5 separate regions of the Mus musculus genome follow, and regions 1, 3, 4 and 5 are each linked to region 2. A link is a contact called in public Hi-C, HiChIP or PLAC-seq and promoter capture Hi-C data. All regions are on one chromosome and are shown on one strand. Each heading gives the region's core, a stretch centred on a gene start, on an enhancer-like site or on the middle of the called end of the contact. The rest is flanking DNA. Distances are from core to core; before and after follow the strand shown.

Region 1 (2,801 bases), core at 183-2,682, 160 kb before region 2:
AGCTATTAAGGCCGTATCTTCTGTGGGGTACTGTTCTGTAGCGGACAGGGCTGGATGGAAGGTGGTGGGATGGAGAAGCAGTACACAAGGGCAGATTGGAAACCTTCTATAGATGACAGGAAGTGAAGCAGGAACATGCCCAGAGGTGGGAAATCCTTGAGGCAGGGCCAAAAATTGTTCGCTCCTTTCTGACTCAGAGGAGAGCCCACCCGGCAGTGTCCTACCCCATGTATTAGGCAGGGCTGATGCTACCTGTTTCTCTGCTAGCCTTCGAAGGTGACCTTGAGCCTAGCCTAATGCAGAGCTTCTAGTGGGATGTCACCCACCCATCTCTCCCACTTCGGTGGCCTTGGCTCCCTGGTACCTATGTTTGTGGTTGAGTGGTAGATAGCTGCAGGTATCTTAGGCCTGACCCTCCTTGCTCTCACCCTCTGCTGAGAAGAGCTGCTGTGCTCTAGGGGCCTGAGGAGTCACGAGCTCTGCAGTTGTACAAAGACACCTCACTCATCCAGCCAGAAAGCAAAGTGTGTGGCCCACAGAGCCACAATCCACATGGGGGGAAAGGGGCTGAGATTAGGTTCTGTGGCAGGAACCTTCTGGCGTGGAGATAGAGTTCTGAGAGTCAGGGTAGCTGGAATCAGGTCTCACCTCGAGTGGGCCCCTCAGGCTGGGTGAGGGAGGGAGGCTCCGTGCAGTCAAGTGCATAAAGAGGACTAGACATGCAGAGGCTCTGGAAGAAGTTATGGCCGTGCCTTTCCTGGGTTCTGGCCTTAATCTCCATGCCCCTGTGTCTCCCGGAAATGGTTCAGAAGACAGGAAGCTGGCAGACACCTCACTGGGAAGCAGGGTGTGGGGCCCGAAGGTTCAGGGAGATCCACCAGGCTTCATGGAGTTACCTTAGCCACCTCAGGAGGTGGTCTTTCCTCGGAGATGGAAAGGACCGCACAATCTTTGGCCCTACCCTGTTGTGAAAGCCAGCAGAATCAAGATGGAGTCTGTTTCAAACACTTAAGCAAATGCCTGAAGCTATTCAGGGGTGGGGTGGGGTAGGGTTGTTGCACTCATGGCCTCTGTTTCATCTTGGTCTGACCTCTTCATCCTCAATTCTGTCCCTTGGTCCAGAGACTAGAGTCAGGCCACCAGAGAGGGCCCCTCACTTCCTGAATACTCTCACCCTGATTACTAGGCATTCCTGCTTCCTAATAGGACCTGGATGTTTTCAGATTGTCTTGCTAATGGTGGCAAATCTCTCTAATTGTCATTTAGATGTCACTGTCCCACCCCACGGCTACTAAGGGCCTGCAGTACACACTGTGGTTCCAGCTTGGTTTTCCAATCCTGATCTCTCCAGCTCCTGCTCCCTTAAGACCATTTGCTGTGTCAACCGGTCTGAACTAGAGGAATCTGAGGTCAGCAGAGGTCACCCAGACTCAGGGTTCAAACAGCTAATGAGGAGACTAAGGAGGTCAGCCTCCTGCTGTCTGTGGCCTACATGGGAGCAGCGGCGATCTGGGAACAACACTGCGGTTTGAGGTGAGTTTCCACCCTGCAAGTGTGGTAGTAGTCCTAGCTTTTCGGGTCTCCAGAAGGAAATTTATCTTGGCGGTCGCGAGCGCCTGGCCCCTGGAGGCCTGAGAGTGGTGGAGCACCGCATTTGTTTTAATTCCCATCCGAGCTCAGTGGCGTTCAGGAGCAAGGGCGAGCATGGCTAGCGAGCACGGGCAGCGGCAGGCAGCTAGAAAATTGAAAGACAAGCTGTGAAGTGCAGTGGCCTCGCGTTCCGTCCATTTCCTCTCTAGCAACTTCCCAGGAAACGGACGGTGGTTGCCTCTGAGGCTGGGATGATGGATGGCCGCCACACAGGCTTGACCAGGAAAGCGCCCAGCGCCAACCGTGAGGTTGGGAGGTGGCAGCGGTGGGGTAGGATGTGCAAAAGCAGGGGGTGTTACAGCTAGGACCGGGACGGTACTGTGTGGGGTAGACCCTCTTTGGCTTGCCTAACCCTGCTCAGCCTCGGCTTCCTTAATCAGCACAATGGGGCCGTTCTGACGCTGCCCACAGGTGCCATGAGTTCCAGGAGATGTTGGTGTGTGTGTGTGTGTGTGTGTGTGTGTTGGGGGGCTGTGGGTGCAGATACTATTCCCTGCTCCCCGTGAGAGGAGAGCTGCTGGAGCACAGCTCAGGGCCTACCCCAATTGAGATTTCCACCTTAAGGTGCAAGGAGCCCCCTGCGGCCGAGTCCCGCCGCCCCCTCCACCCCAGTGACAAATACTAATGTCTAAATCAGCAGCCCGCCCGGCCGGCCCGCCGCCTGCTCATGTTCTTTGCTGAAATGTCACCTGTTCCTATCTAACGATTTGCATAATGCAAAGCTTCTCACTCGTAAAATACAGATTAAGAGGGGAAGCCAGAGTCATTCCGGAACCAGGGAGCCATTTCAAAGGAACGGGGGAGGCACCATGCTCTTAACCCTGTCCCTGCCAGCCTGCTGCTTGGGGTGAGCTGGCTGGGCTTACAAGACACAGTAGTAGGACTGCCCTAATTCCAAGGAAAGGTTGGCAGGTGAGGACTTTGAGGACTTCCAAGGCCCAGCAGCTGTCCTGACACCTGCTTCCAGCCTTTCCTCTTAGCCTGTAGGGGTGGCTTTTTTTTTGGAGCCCCCGCAGAGAAGAATTGTCCTGGCAGGGCCCCCACCCTGATCCCCACACCACCACCACACACCTGGGATGCTTCTCTGGCTGCCCCTTTCTGGGAGTCTGTGGCTGTGGTAACATTGTAAGCTGTCACATGATTCTCCACCC
Region 2 (2,700 bases), core at 91-2,590:
CCTTAGCTACATAGTAAAGAGGTTAACCTGGGCTACATGAGAATCTGTCAGAGAGAGAGAGAGAGAGAGAGAGAGAGAGAGAGAGAGAAGAAGAAGAAGAAGAAGGAGGAGGAGGAGGAGGAGGAGGAGGAGGAGGAGGAGGAGGGAGAGGAGGAGGAGAAGGAGAAATAATAATAATAATAATAATAATAATAATAATGATGATGATGATGATAATAATAGGTAGCTCAGTGGTACAGTTTGCTTGGGGACAGCATGCTTGGGGCTCCTGAGCATCCCTGGGGGTGGGGCGGGGGTGGGGAGGCCAGAGCCACTGACCCAATCATGAACTCTTTACTCCAACGGAAAAGAAGAGGATCTACTTTTACTGACATAGTGTGATAGCTTTATACCTTACAGAAATCGTCAGAGGCACCAAGTTCAGAGTTTGCGCGACATTCTGGACCCAGGTACACCAGGATTACAGCCCCAGAAATCCTTTAGTGGTTCCTGAGACAAGGCCTTACTATGTAGCCCAAGCTGCGGGGAACTCATGCTACTCCCAACTCTACCTCACAACAGGCAAATGCCACCATGCCCTGGTGATCAGATAATTCCTTCCTAGGTAGTGAATGCAGGAGGTGGCAGAGGTGTACAAGAGGGCAGAGGGTCCACAATCTCCACGGTGTGGGTGCTCAGGGGACATTGGCACATTTAGCCTCAATACATACTTGCAAATTTTCTTCAGTTCCTTCATTTTCTGAGCATTGAGTTGGGATTCTCCTGAAGTTGTGAGCTCCTCTATCAACTGTGAAAGTTTCTGATCCATATCTAGAAACAAGGGACGCGGAGATGCTGAGTTAACATACAATAAATACTTCACGGTCTTAGTTTTAAGTTTATGGGGGACTCCAAATACTGGGGATTACGGCAAAGGCCCTAGGGTGTCTCTGTAGGTTGTCTCCCAGGCGAAGAAGGCTAGCCACCACATTCCCACGGAAGGCCATCAAGCCCTTCGGTGATAATTAGCTAAGGTTTTAAAGATGAGACTAACTCCGGCAGTCTTCGGTCAGCTGTGTGGGTGACGTTACCGCGGGCTAAGGGGAAATGTCACTAAATTTTAAGCAAACTGGCCGCACAAGAAACTCGCTCTCTGCAAGCGACAGTCTCTGGACAACTGCGGGGGCGACTGATCCGACCCTGCGGGCCGAGAATCTGACCAGCCACGACCCTCAGTCCGCCGCACTCGCTGCCTCAGGAGACGTAGTACCAGCGTCCCTCAGCCCCGGTGACACGGCCCGCAGGATGCAGCAGCTTGTTTCGCCCACCCCTTCCGGTGTAGACAGAGCTCTCTCTGTTACAGGCCCCAGAGAGCAGCGGGCACACACTCGCGAAGACCCGCGGCGCAGGAGCGGAAGTCACCGCGACGCGCCCGCTCTGGTCCAGTCCCTTTCAGATGAGGCAGCCACCCGTCTCCGTCATTTGCCTGGAGCGGCTCCACAGCGCAGGCGCGAGGACGCGGCAACGCGGTGACGCAACGCTCCTCCAGGGGGCGGGGCAGATCGAGAAGAACTAAGCGCGAGAAAAAGGAGGCGGGAGGGCCCGGCAAGTTCTTAAAGGGGCGGTGGCTTTGGGTCAGGAGTATGAGACTGAGGTGCAGAAAGAAGTTTTGATCTGGGGATCAGTTCTCTGGCCACCAGGAGGCTCGCGGCCTATGTACAGCCTCTGTATATCTGCTAAGAAAGCTCAGAAGGGAATCTGGGCGCAAGTCCGGTTGGGAAGGGTCGGCCCGCCTCCCTGACCGGGTCAGTTGTCCACCCCAGGACAGGCTATGGTGGGAGGCACCGTTGCAAGGCTGCCCTGGGGTAGTGGTGGTTGCACTGATTGGATGTTTTAAAATGTCAGTTCAGTCTCAACGTAGATGATTGTAGAAGATATGTCAGCTCTCGGCTAGAGCTGCTTGCTCCCTTCCTACAGCTTCACAGTGTTCAGGACTCTGGCCTCTACCAACCTCACGCTGCTTCAGCCCAACTCTTGAACGCACAGACCCCGGATACTGCCGCCTTAGCCGGCTCACAACTCGCTCTGCCTTTCCGCTGTCAGCTCCTGCTTCGCTTAGCAAAGGAGAAGCATACACCGGTCTCCCTGTGTATCCGGTTTGGGGTTCGGGTCTGCACCCATAGAGCGGGCATTCAGCCAGTTTGTGTGTCCTGCAGGACGGTCTTGAGCTTCTGGACTAGACTGTTAAAAGCATGGTGTGCCTACTGTCCCACCCACTTACCTACCCTTCCCTGAATCCGGGTCAGTGAACAAAGTCAACTGGACTCCCCCGACACGTCCGTCCCCTCCCCCCCCCTCCCCCGTTCATTTGTGTTGTGTTCAATATGTGAGGATCTGGCAACTCAACTTGTGATGTTTGGAATCTGAGCTCTTCCCACCACCTCTTGGCAGGTCCCAGTCCTCATACACTCGTGAGATTGATCGTGGACTGTAGTTTCTCATTTTACATGCACAGATTGCCCCCACCCATCCCACCCCCAAAATTTAAAGAGAATGAAATGTCTTTAAGATATTATTACATTTTTTTTTATTGGGGGGTTAGAAGGTGGGACCCTCCCTAGTATGATCAGGACAATTTCTGAGAGGTGGTTCTCTCCACCATGTGGGTTCCACTACTCAAACGGAAGTTGCCAGGCTTAGCAGCTGTGTGATCTCAGGAGT
Region 3 (2,700 bases), core at 110-2,609, 230 kb before region 2:
CTGTGGCCGCGAGGGCATGTCCTCTTGGCTGCATCTGGAGCCTGGGCAGAGTTCCTCGGCCCCTCTCTGAGAGCTGGAGTGGGCCCAGCCGTTCTGCTTCCCTCCGGGTTGTTAGGGAGGAGGAGCAGAAGTAATAGACCCTCGTGCTGTTTTTCCCCTGCCAGGGCCTCACTATGGAGTCTTGGCTGATTTGGAATTCATATAGACCAGACCAGCTTAGCATTGAAGTCAGAGATTTGCCTGCATCTGCCTCCTGAATGTTGAGATTGAGGCATGCCACCCTGCAGGAACCAGATCTGTGGGTATTGGGGGAGACAGTGTTGTCTCTTCTCTGGGTGACTAGCATTGGCAGTTTCCAGACTCCCCATTGTCCATCCCTTTCCCACGGCTTTTGGCCTGTCTTGTCTCCTATAGGCATTACTGTGGATGCATGTCAGACTCTGAGTTGTGGGTGGTGCCAGGGCTGTCCTGAGCAGAGCTGCTTTAGTGTGTCTGTTGAGCCCATATGGGGATGGTGCAGATAGGTCAGCCACTGCCACCAGGTTTGGGAGAAGCCTGTCTGGCAGTCTCAGTCTTGTGGGAGGTAGCCTGGCTCTACAGATGCTGCAGATGGCTATTGTGCAGCCTGCTGATGTGACTGTTGACTCTGTCTGACAGGTTTTCCAGAGGCTTCTTGCTGGTGGCTGCGAGGGGTGTAAGCCCATTCTTTCTGGTATGACTGAGGAGGGCTGACAGAAAGGAAGTGGTGGTGCTTTGAATGTGATGTTGACTGTTGAGAAGTTGGTAACAAGTTCTGGATACCCAGGCTTTCCCTGTTAGCCAGTGCTATGGGTGTGGTTTGTGCCATCACCCTGTGGTGGCAGAAGGGGGACAGCAGCATAGGATGAGGCTGCTAGCAGAGAAGTCCTTGACTTGGTGCTTTTGGGAACAGGGATGGCTCATAACAAAGATGGGCTGATGACCAAGGGTGGTCCTGATCTGGAGATGCTGTGAACACTCTGGGCTCCTTAGGAGGTGGAGGGAAGTAAATCAGGCCAGGGTGATGCTGGGGCTAGGACATTGTAGATGGGCTCATCCTGAGGGGCCCCACCTCATCTCTGCTCCATTGTTCAGTCCTCCTCCTGAGCTGTGCCTGTTACTTGGATGTTCTCTGGTCTGTTCCTTCTCCTTCCCTTCCCCGCTTTTCCGCCTCAGGACTCAGATGTCCTCTGTTCCTGACATGGACACTATTCTTGCCAGCCTCACTTAGTCCCCACATCACATTGTAACTTAAACTCAAAGGTCAGGATTGCTGTATCGTTAGCTGTTGCTGGCCGAGCCATGCTGCCTCTCTGTCCCTCAGGTCATGGGACAGGAAGCTCAGCAGGAAGGTTCTGGTCATACTTGGCTGCAGGACCTACTGCCCAGCTCCCTCCGGTGGCTCCTGATCATTGGCCTTTGTGGACACATTAGTGTTTTTTATCTTTCCAGAGTGGGTGATCTCTAGAGCTGGCAGGGAGACACTGTAGTGTCTTGAGGGACCTAGTTTCTGTGTGTCATGTCGTCCACATGCACCACACTGACCTGCTTAAAGGCCCGCCTTGCGGTGGCTGTGGTAAGCGCTGCGTTCAGAGCAGGCACTGTCTCAGACACCTGGGATTATGCAGACAGATGGTGTTGTAGGGACAGGGGAAGTGGTATAGGAGGCTCAGGGAGAATAGCATTATGTTTTTTTTGTGTATTTGTGTATATGCTTTTATTTTTATTTCTGTTTGTATTTATGTGTGGGTGTTCATGTGAGTGGTGCGTGTGGAATCCAGAGGTCAACCTTGGTCATATCCTCTACTTCATTTTTTGTTTTTGTTTTTGTTTGAGACAGGATTTCTTCATGTATCCCTGGCTGTCTTGGAACTCACTGGGTAGACCAGGTTGGTCTCGAACTCACAGAGATCTGCCACCTCTGCCTCCAGAGTGCTGAGATTAAAGGCCTTTGTCTGCCACCACACCAGTCTTCCACACCAATTTTTAATTTTTAATTTATTCTTTCATTTTTGAGTTTATAATTACATCTTTTCCCCATTCCCTTTTCCATCTTCCTCCAAACCCTCCTATATACCCCTCCTTGCTCTTGTTTAAATTCATGACCTCTTATTTTCATTAATTTTTGTTATGTGGATATACGTATATGCACACATATTCCTGTTGTTCTTTGTGTAGGCTTGAAGCCTGTGGTATTTGCCTGGTCCTGTCTAGCATGTTGTACTTGTTTAGCTCATGTCTAGGCAGTCATATGGTGAGACTATGCCGTCTGACACTAGTAGGAAACAGTCTCACAGCAAACTTCCTGATTCTTTGTCGCTTACAGTCTTTCTGCTCTATCTTCCCTGATAGAGGGAAGTGTTCCCGGAGCCTTACGTGAAGGACCTGTTCTGTAAATGTGCCCATTACGCTGGACTCCACAACTCTATTTTTGATTACTTGTGATTCTCTATCTGTTGTAGAGAAGTTTCTTGGATGAGGGGTGAGGACTACACTTATCTGAGGGTACAAGGAAAAAATTTTATGATACTGTTAGGGATTATGCTAATTTAGTAACCACTTCGTTTGTTTTAATGGAACAAGGTTTCTCAGTTTCTGTCTGGGACCTGGGCTCACCAGTTTGGCTAAGCCAAGTGATCAGAGGCCCAGGGACCCTCTGTGTCCCCAGTGCTGGGATTACAA
Region 4 (2,778 bases), core at 111-2,610, 250 kb before region 2:
ACCCTAAAAGGGCACACACTGAAAGCCTTTAGGAATTACTCAAATACAGCTGAGCTGTGTGGCGTATGTAACTTAATCAGCTGCAGGGCTTGGGAAACACAAGGTGACCGTGGTGATTTGAGAAGGCCACCATTGGTCCAGATCTGCCCAGGGAGAGTGTGGTTGAGGACTGTTCTGGGCAGAGTTCCTCTTAGGCACAGGTGCCTGCCAGATGTCTCAGTCCTTATCTGGCTCCTGCCTGCTGTGATCCAGGTCGCAAGTCCCCTGTCCTCAAGAAACCTGGAGGAGGAAATGAAAGGTCTGTCGCAGGTGATGCAGCAGGTGAGGGCACTCATTCTAGTTGATCTTGGCCTCCCTTGGCTGGGCCTCTGAGCCTGTACAGAACTGGATTTACCAGACCCATAACGTGGTGGCCAGGGCCCAGACTTCTGGTGTGCCCCAGGAATACCCAGTGGCTTTCTAATGTCTTCCTTTTTAGGTCTTATTCCAGATGAGAACTATTCCATTTTCTACATCAAGTAGCTGTACCTAACCCTGCAACATTTTTTAAAATTACTTTTTGTTGTTTGGGAACAAGGTTGTCTAGGGATTACAGGCTTGTGAAATTGCAGCCTATTCCTAGCCAAGTCGGCAGGCGGTTTCATTTTGCTGCGCCTGGCCTCTAGCACCCTGAGAAGTGCTCCACCCCAGTCACACCCACCTGCAGAGCAGCTTTCCTTCACAGCACCGGTACCCAATGCACAAAAGTGCCTTCCAGTCACACGGTAGGTCCAGAAATGAGACTCCCAAAGGGAAGGGTCCTGCCCAAAGGCACATTACCAGCAAAGGACAGGAGAAGCTGGGCATTGGTGGCGCCTGTCTTTAATTCCAGGGCTCGGAAGACAGAGGCAGAAGGATCTCTAGGAGTTCGAAGCCATCCTTGTCTACAGTCCGAGCTTCATACTGAGATTTTGCTATAAAAGAAAGAAAGAAAAAGAAAAAAGGCAGGGAGATGAAGGTGGTCACATCGGACTTTGGAATCCGGGAGCCTATAGGTACCACTACCGGCCTTCGATGCCCCGCGGACACCCGAAGGTTAACGTCACACCCGGCGCGGGCCAGCTCGCACAGGGGGGCGGGGCCAGCAGCGGCGCACGGTACCCGTAGGAGGGAAGTGAGAGGAAACGGGGGCGGGGCGTCACGAGGCCACACCCACAACACGCCGGGCAGTGACGTCGCCCGCCTAGCGGTGCGGCTGAGGGTTGATTGCTTGCGGCGGCTTCCGCGGGCGGGTGCGCGAGCGGACGGCTGACGGCTCGGGGCGGTGGTAGCGGCGCGGCGACCAATGAGGGCGTCCGGAGGGGGCGGGGCGTCGGCTGCGGTTTTGTTCCGCGGTGACTGAGGCTCACCGTCCCCATGCGCGGAGCGCGGCCTGCGCGGCCGGCGCCCTGCCCCAGCTACGGAGCTCGGTGCTCACTCGCCTCGCGGAGAGTGCTCTGCGCCGTCGTTCGCCTGCTCATCGCTAAGAGCTCCAGCCACCGCAACGCCGTGTCCTTGCGCTGCGATCCCGGAGTCTCCGTACGTCGGCCGGCGCCGCGCAGCCGCACGTCGAGAGCCGGGTGCATCGGCACAGCGCGCGGAACACCCTCTAGGGCCAGCCGGCGTCTCAGCACCTTAAGGTCCCCGCGCGCCCCGGGCCCAGCACTGTCCTCGTGTCCCGTGTCCCCGACATCCTAAGGTCCTCGGGGACCCAGCATCTGAAAGAACCCTGGGCCCCAGCTCCCTAGAGTCCCCTGGGCCCCAGCTCCCCGAACTCGTGGCGAGTCCGGGGACCCCTCCAATTAGGCCAGGCCCCAAGCATTCTGTTGTGCGCGCTCCTGCACGCCAGGCGGTAAGGCCTGCCCGCTGCGCCTGGGGCGCGCTGCCACTTGTTGAATCACTTTTCATGTCGACTTTGAGACCTGTTGTCGCCATGCTGAGTCCGTGGGCCCGTGAACCCGCTGTTGTTGAGACTCAGTGATTGTTATTTTGTATTCAGGAAGCAGGAAGTTTGACGAGATATGATGGTCCCTTAAGGGAATCCCAAGAGCAGATCCTCCCCAACGACCTGTGGAAGGTGACTTGGAAGTCTATTCCGAAGCCACTTTCCTGCGTAGACTGAGGGTGTGTAAGTCCCTTTAAGACTTCCTGTGTGGAGGATGGGATGTGCGATGTTCACAATGTATTTTACCGCTCCGAATGCTATTGCCTTTGTACATTAGTCTTAATTACAGATCTGTGATCTATCACTCCAAATTAAAATCACTTTAATTTTTTGCACTTCAAGGTATTTAATCATTAGATATATCTTTAAGTATGAATCTAAGCTTATTCTAACCCTCCAGCCCCACTACTTAAGTTTATAATGATGTTTCAGCTCTGAGAATTTTGAAGATGGACTAGTTTGACTTGAAAGGTGTACTTTAGTTTTTACATTAAGAAATTTGACTTGTGCTCACTGATGCTGCTGCTTCAAATACATATTTGGTCATCTTAGGAAAGTGGGTCTTGGAAGGGAAGTTCAGCATCTCAGAACAAGGTAGGACCGAGGATAGTTTTTCCAAATTCTGAATATTACGCCAAGGTGGAAATTGAAATTGATTAGGAAGAGTAGATGGACTTTGCTGTTTTGGTTAGTGGTTGGTCGTTCTTTCTGATGACTCCTCTGGCACCTGTTCTCCTCTTTACGTCTCTTTGTTTAGTGAGCATAGCAAGCCCGGTCCCTTCTCATGGCCTGATAAATGATTCTGCTTGCTGTCC
Region 5 (2,700 bases), core at 179-2,678, 140 kb after region 2:
AGTGAGTCAGCAAGTTCATTAGGGTTTATACACAAGGGCTTGAGTAACTTTCAGGTGTCTACAGTTATTTACAATAGCAATTAATTACAGTAGAAATTAGCAATAGGGAGGGAGAAGGGCTTCGTGAAGGTTACAGAGCCCTGTGGTTTCATGAGCCTCCCCATCTCTGTCTTCATTGGAGTTTTTGTTGCTAGAATAAAACATCATGACCAAAAAGCAACGTGGGGAGGAAAAGGTTTATTTCACACACTTCTACATCTCAGGAAATCAGGGCAGAAACCTGGAGGCAGGAACTGAAGCAGAGCCTTACTGTTTACTGGCTTGCTCGACCTGGTTTATTACAGCTCCCAGGACCACCAGCCCAGAGGTGGCGTCATCCGTAGTAAGCTGGGTCCTCCCACATCAATTAGCAATAAAATGCACCATGGGCCAATCTGGTGGGGGTATCTTCTCAGTTGAGGTTCCCTCTTCCCAAATGACTGTGGCTTGTGTCAAGTTGTCATAAAAGTAGCCAGCACATTCTCCTCCTACAAGGGACTGGTAGCAGGCGCAGGCTGGATCTCGTGATCCCAGTACAGGTGATCAGAGCACCACAGTAGAGATAGTCAGTTTATCCTTAGGAAATAACCACCGTGCATGACAGCACATACTGAGACACATGTTCACACCACAGCAAGCAGCTGCTCACAGGCAAGGAGTCTCTTCTTCTTGAGGCCACAGTGTGGTGACATGATGCTGAGTTGCTCCCTGTGAAGGGGCTTTTATGCTATGAAATCACATGTCAATATAGCTGGCTTAAGAAAAAGGCCACATTGCTGCCCCTCAAATTTGATGTCATCGGGGAAGCCACACAAGAGAGTCAGATACAGCCCAGACCACCCTGTTCAAGGGGTGAGCTCAGGAATGAGGAGCCGGATCTTCCCTGGTCTTGGGAGGGACACTCTTTGCAGGAAATGCCTGATCTCCATTATAGGCAGCAGAGCAAAGCCCAGCACTCCAGGGACCCAGACCCAATCCAGACATCTTGGTGGAGGACAGTGATCCTGTGGTCCCAGCTTGATGAGAGGGCATTTCTGGATGAGCTACAGGCACTTAGACAGGCACAGGCTCCATCCTACGTTGGGGGTCTGAGGGTGCCTGATACCTCACCACAACAGCAGGCCCTCTGAGCAGAGGTACCCTATTGTTCGTCACCCCCAGGGAAGGCTATGACTAGAGGCTAGTCATACCTGGCCTATTGCACTATAGTCCTGGGCTCCTCACTGGAAAACTGGGAGTGGACGGAGGTGGAGGTCAGCGCTGTGCTGATGGGGACCAGCAGACTCTGAAGGGGCAGCCAGAGGAAAGTGCATTCTCACACAGTTAGCTCATGGTTTACACATCCCGGCAGGCTGATAAGGTCACGAAAGGAGAAAAGCTCGGAGCTGGAAGCATCATCGGGCTGATGAGCCAAGCCCATGTCAGAGCTCTGGGGGCCTCTAGGGTCGTCCAGCTCTGGTAGCCCGGGCTGTTAGTTCTGAGCTGGTCTCCTAGCAGTGCCCTCAGACCATCGTCAGGAAATCCATCTAGGGCCTTTCACTTACTCCATCCCCGTAAGAAGTACTTACTTGTGACAGCCAATCAGCACCCTGTGGGTACTGGTTTAGGATTGTGAGCGTGCTGGACAAAACTATGGTTGCTTCAAGGCCAGGCTGTTGCTAACCACAGTAAGTCCCAGCTGTGATTTGTTCCATCACGCTGAGATGCTAAAACCTCCTGTCTGCTCTCCATGACAGCAGCCCTTCACAAAGCCCAGCAGTTTCCCCTCACTCTCATACTGCTGGCTATCCAGTGAACTTTCCACCTCTGTCTTTACGTCACTACCCATATCACACTCCTGTCACCACCTTCCCACACAGCAATTGTTTAATTGTCTTTAACTCCATCTTTGCCAGTCCTGAGTTTTTCGGAGGCCCAGGCAGTCTGAGTGTTGGTGAAGGAGCCTGAAGCACAGTGGTTTCTAGAATGCGTGGGTTCCCGCAGTGAATTGGACACAAGCCAGCAACTGGAGTTTCCTTGGCACATTTTTTTTTTAATTTTAAAGATTTTAAAATGATGCATATATGTGTGATCAGTGTGTGGGTACATGAGTGTGGGTTCTCATGGAGGGCAGAGAAGGGCATCCGATAGCTTGGAGCTGGAGTTACAGGCAGTTATAAGCTGCCCAACATGGGCTCTGGAATTCACATTCCAGTCTGACCCAAGAGAAGCAAGTGTTCTTAATCACAGAGGTATCTCCCCAGCACAAATTCTCTTGAAAATAATTATTTTAGTTTATGTATGTGTATGTGTGTGTGCTCATGGAAACCAAAGAGATTGTTGGATTTCCTAAAAGCAGGAGTTACAGGAAGCTGGGAGCCACACAGGTGTGGGTTTTGGGAACTGATCTCAGGTCCTCTGGAAGAACAACTGTTCCTTCCTAACCCATGAGCCATTTCTCCAGCCCTGTCACTTGGCACTTCTCAGACATAGTTACCAGTGACAGTGGACAGTGGTTGTACATGTTCATAGGCCACTGTAAGGGAGCAAACATGGGGAAAGGAACAGAGACGCTCACGGATCTTCCTCTCACTTGACAACACCTGCTCATCTATGAAATCCCAGGTGACACTTTGTCCAGAAGCCACTGTTCCTTCTCCGGGAGGACATCACATCCTCCTA

The links. Promoter capture Hi-C pulls out the DNA fragments that hold promoters and counts their contacts. A called contact is a pair of places that touch in the nucleus more often than the background predicts. HiChIP or PLAC-seq counts read pairs in DNA pulled down with a chosen protein or histone mark. Capture Hi-C pulls out chosen DNA fragments and counts their contacts.
Region 1: a contact with region 2 is called in an H3K4me3 HiChIP or PLAC-seq map of embryonic stem cells, with 7 times the contacts expected there. The contact joins the enhancer-like site here to the promoter of Uvssa in region 2. A contact is called at or near these places in 5 of 39 promoter capture datasets (the 3T3-L1 cell line, cranial neural crest, hippocampal neurons and 2 more), 3 of 484 Hi-C or Micro-C datasets (the 63-12 cell line, embryonic stem cells and reprogramming fibroblasts), 16 of 115 datasets of contacts at active chromatin or transcription factors (the 230-238 cell line, astrocytes, effector CD8 T cells and 9 more) and 1 of 9 other capture datasets (embryonic stem cells).
Region 3: a promoter capture Hi-C map of liver shows a contact between it and region 2, with 2.6 times the contacts expected there. The contact joins the enhancer-like site here to the promoter of Uvssa in region 2. A contact is called at or near these places in 5 of 39 promoter capture datasets (the 3T3-L1 cell line, the C10 cell line, cranial neural crest and 2 more), 5 of 484 Hi-C or Micro-C datasets (the 63-12 cell line, the CH12 cell line, cochlea and 2 more), 24 of 115 datasets of contacts at active chromatin or transcription factors (the 230-238 cell line, the NIH/3T3 cell line, the SCID.adh cell line and 15 more) and 2 of 9 other capture datasets (embryonic stem cells and pancreatic islet).
Region 4: a contact with region 2 is called in a promoter capture Hi-C map of adipose tissue. The contact joins the promoter of Fam53a here to the promoter of Uvssa in region 2. A contact is called at or near these places in 20 of 39 promoter capture datasets (the 3T3-L1 cell line, 3T3-L1-derived adipocytes, the C10 cell line and 12 more), 14 of 484 Hi-C or Micro-C datasets (CD4 T cells, CD8 T cells, Th1 cells and 8 more), 34 of 115 datasets of contacts at active chromatin or transcription factors (the 230-238 cell line, CD4 single positive thymocytes, the SCID.adh cell line and 17 more) and 4 of 9 other capture datasets (adipose tissue, embryonic stem cells, liver and 1 more).
Region 5: a contact with region 2 is called in a Hi-C map of muscle stem cells, with 2.4 times the contacts expected there. The contact joins the enhancer-like site here to the promoter of Uvssa in region 2. A contact is called at or near these places in 16 of 39 promoter capture datasets (the 3T3-L1 cell line, 3T3-L1-derived adipocytes, the HPC-7 cell line and 11 more), 1 of 15 datasets of contacts at CTCF or cohesin (large pre-B cells), 1 of 484 Hi-C or Micro-C datasets (muscle stem cells), 6 of 115 datasets of contacts at active chromatin or transcription factors (embryonic stem cells, fibro-adipogenic progenitors, large pre-B cells and 3 more) and 3 of 9 other capture datasets (adipose tissue, liver and pancreatic islet).

Annotation. Positions count from the first base shown.
Region 1 is chr5:33,534,147-33,536,947 of GRCm38.p6, reverse strand. No RefSeq gene overlaps it. Among named protein-coding and RNA genes, the nearest start is that of Fam53a, 94 kb to the left of the region's middle. Within about 2 kb of position 1,432, at least 37 of the 459 cell types and tissues checked have an H3K27ac peak or open chromatin away from gene starts, as enhancers often do. A contact at or near this core is called in embryonic stem cells, epiblast stem cells and hippocampal neurons, where this site is marked.
Region 2 is chr5:33,377,336-33,380,035 of GRCm38.p6, reverse strand. Uvssa (UV stimulated scaffold protein A) reads right to left here and starts at 1,340. Exons shown (of 14, transcript NM_001081101.2): 1 at 1,034-1,340; 2 at 711-810. The coding sequence starts at 808.
Region 3 is chr5:33,604,145-33,606,844 of GRCm38.p6, reverse strand. All of the region lies in intron 5 of Fam53a (family with sequence similarity 53, member A), which reads left to right. Among named protein-coding and RNA genes, the nearest start is that of Fam53a, 24 kb to the left of the region's middle. Within about 2 kb of position 1,359, at least 25 of the 459 cell types and tissues checked have an H3K27ac peak or open chromatin away from gene starts, as enhancers often do. A contact at or near this core is called in liver and microglia, where this site is marked.
Region 4 is chr5:33,628,217-33,630,994 of GRCm38.p6, reverse strand. Fam53a (family with sequence similarity 53, member A) reads left to right here and starts at 1,360. Exons shown (of 6, transcript NM_178390.3): 1 at 1,360-1,658; 2 at 2,018-2,142. It also overlaps Gm9903.
Region 5 is chr5:33,233,594-33,236,293 of GRCm38.p6, reverse strand. No RefSeq gene overlaps it. Among named protein-coding and RNA genes, the nearest start is that of Spon2, 17 kb to the right of the region's middle. Within about 2 kb of position 1,428, at least 41 of the 459 cell types and tissues checked have an H3K27ac peak or open chromatin away from gene starts, as enhancers often do. A contact at or near this core is called in adipose tissue, fibro-adipogenic progenitors and muscle stem cells, where this site is marked.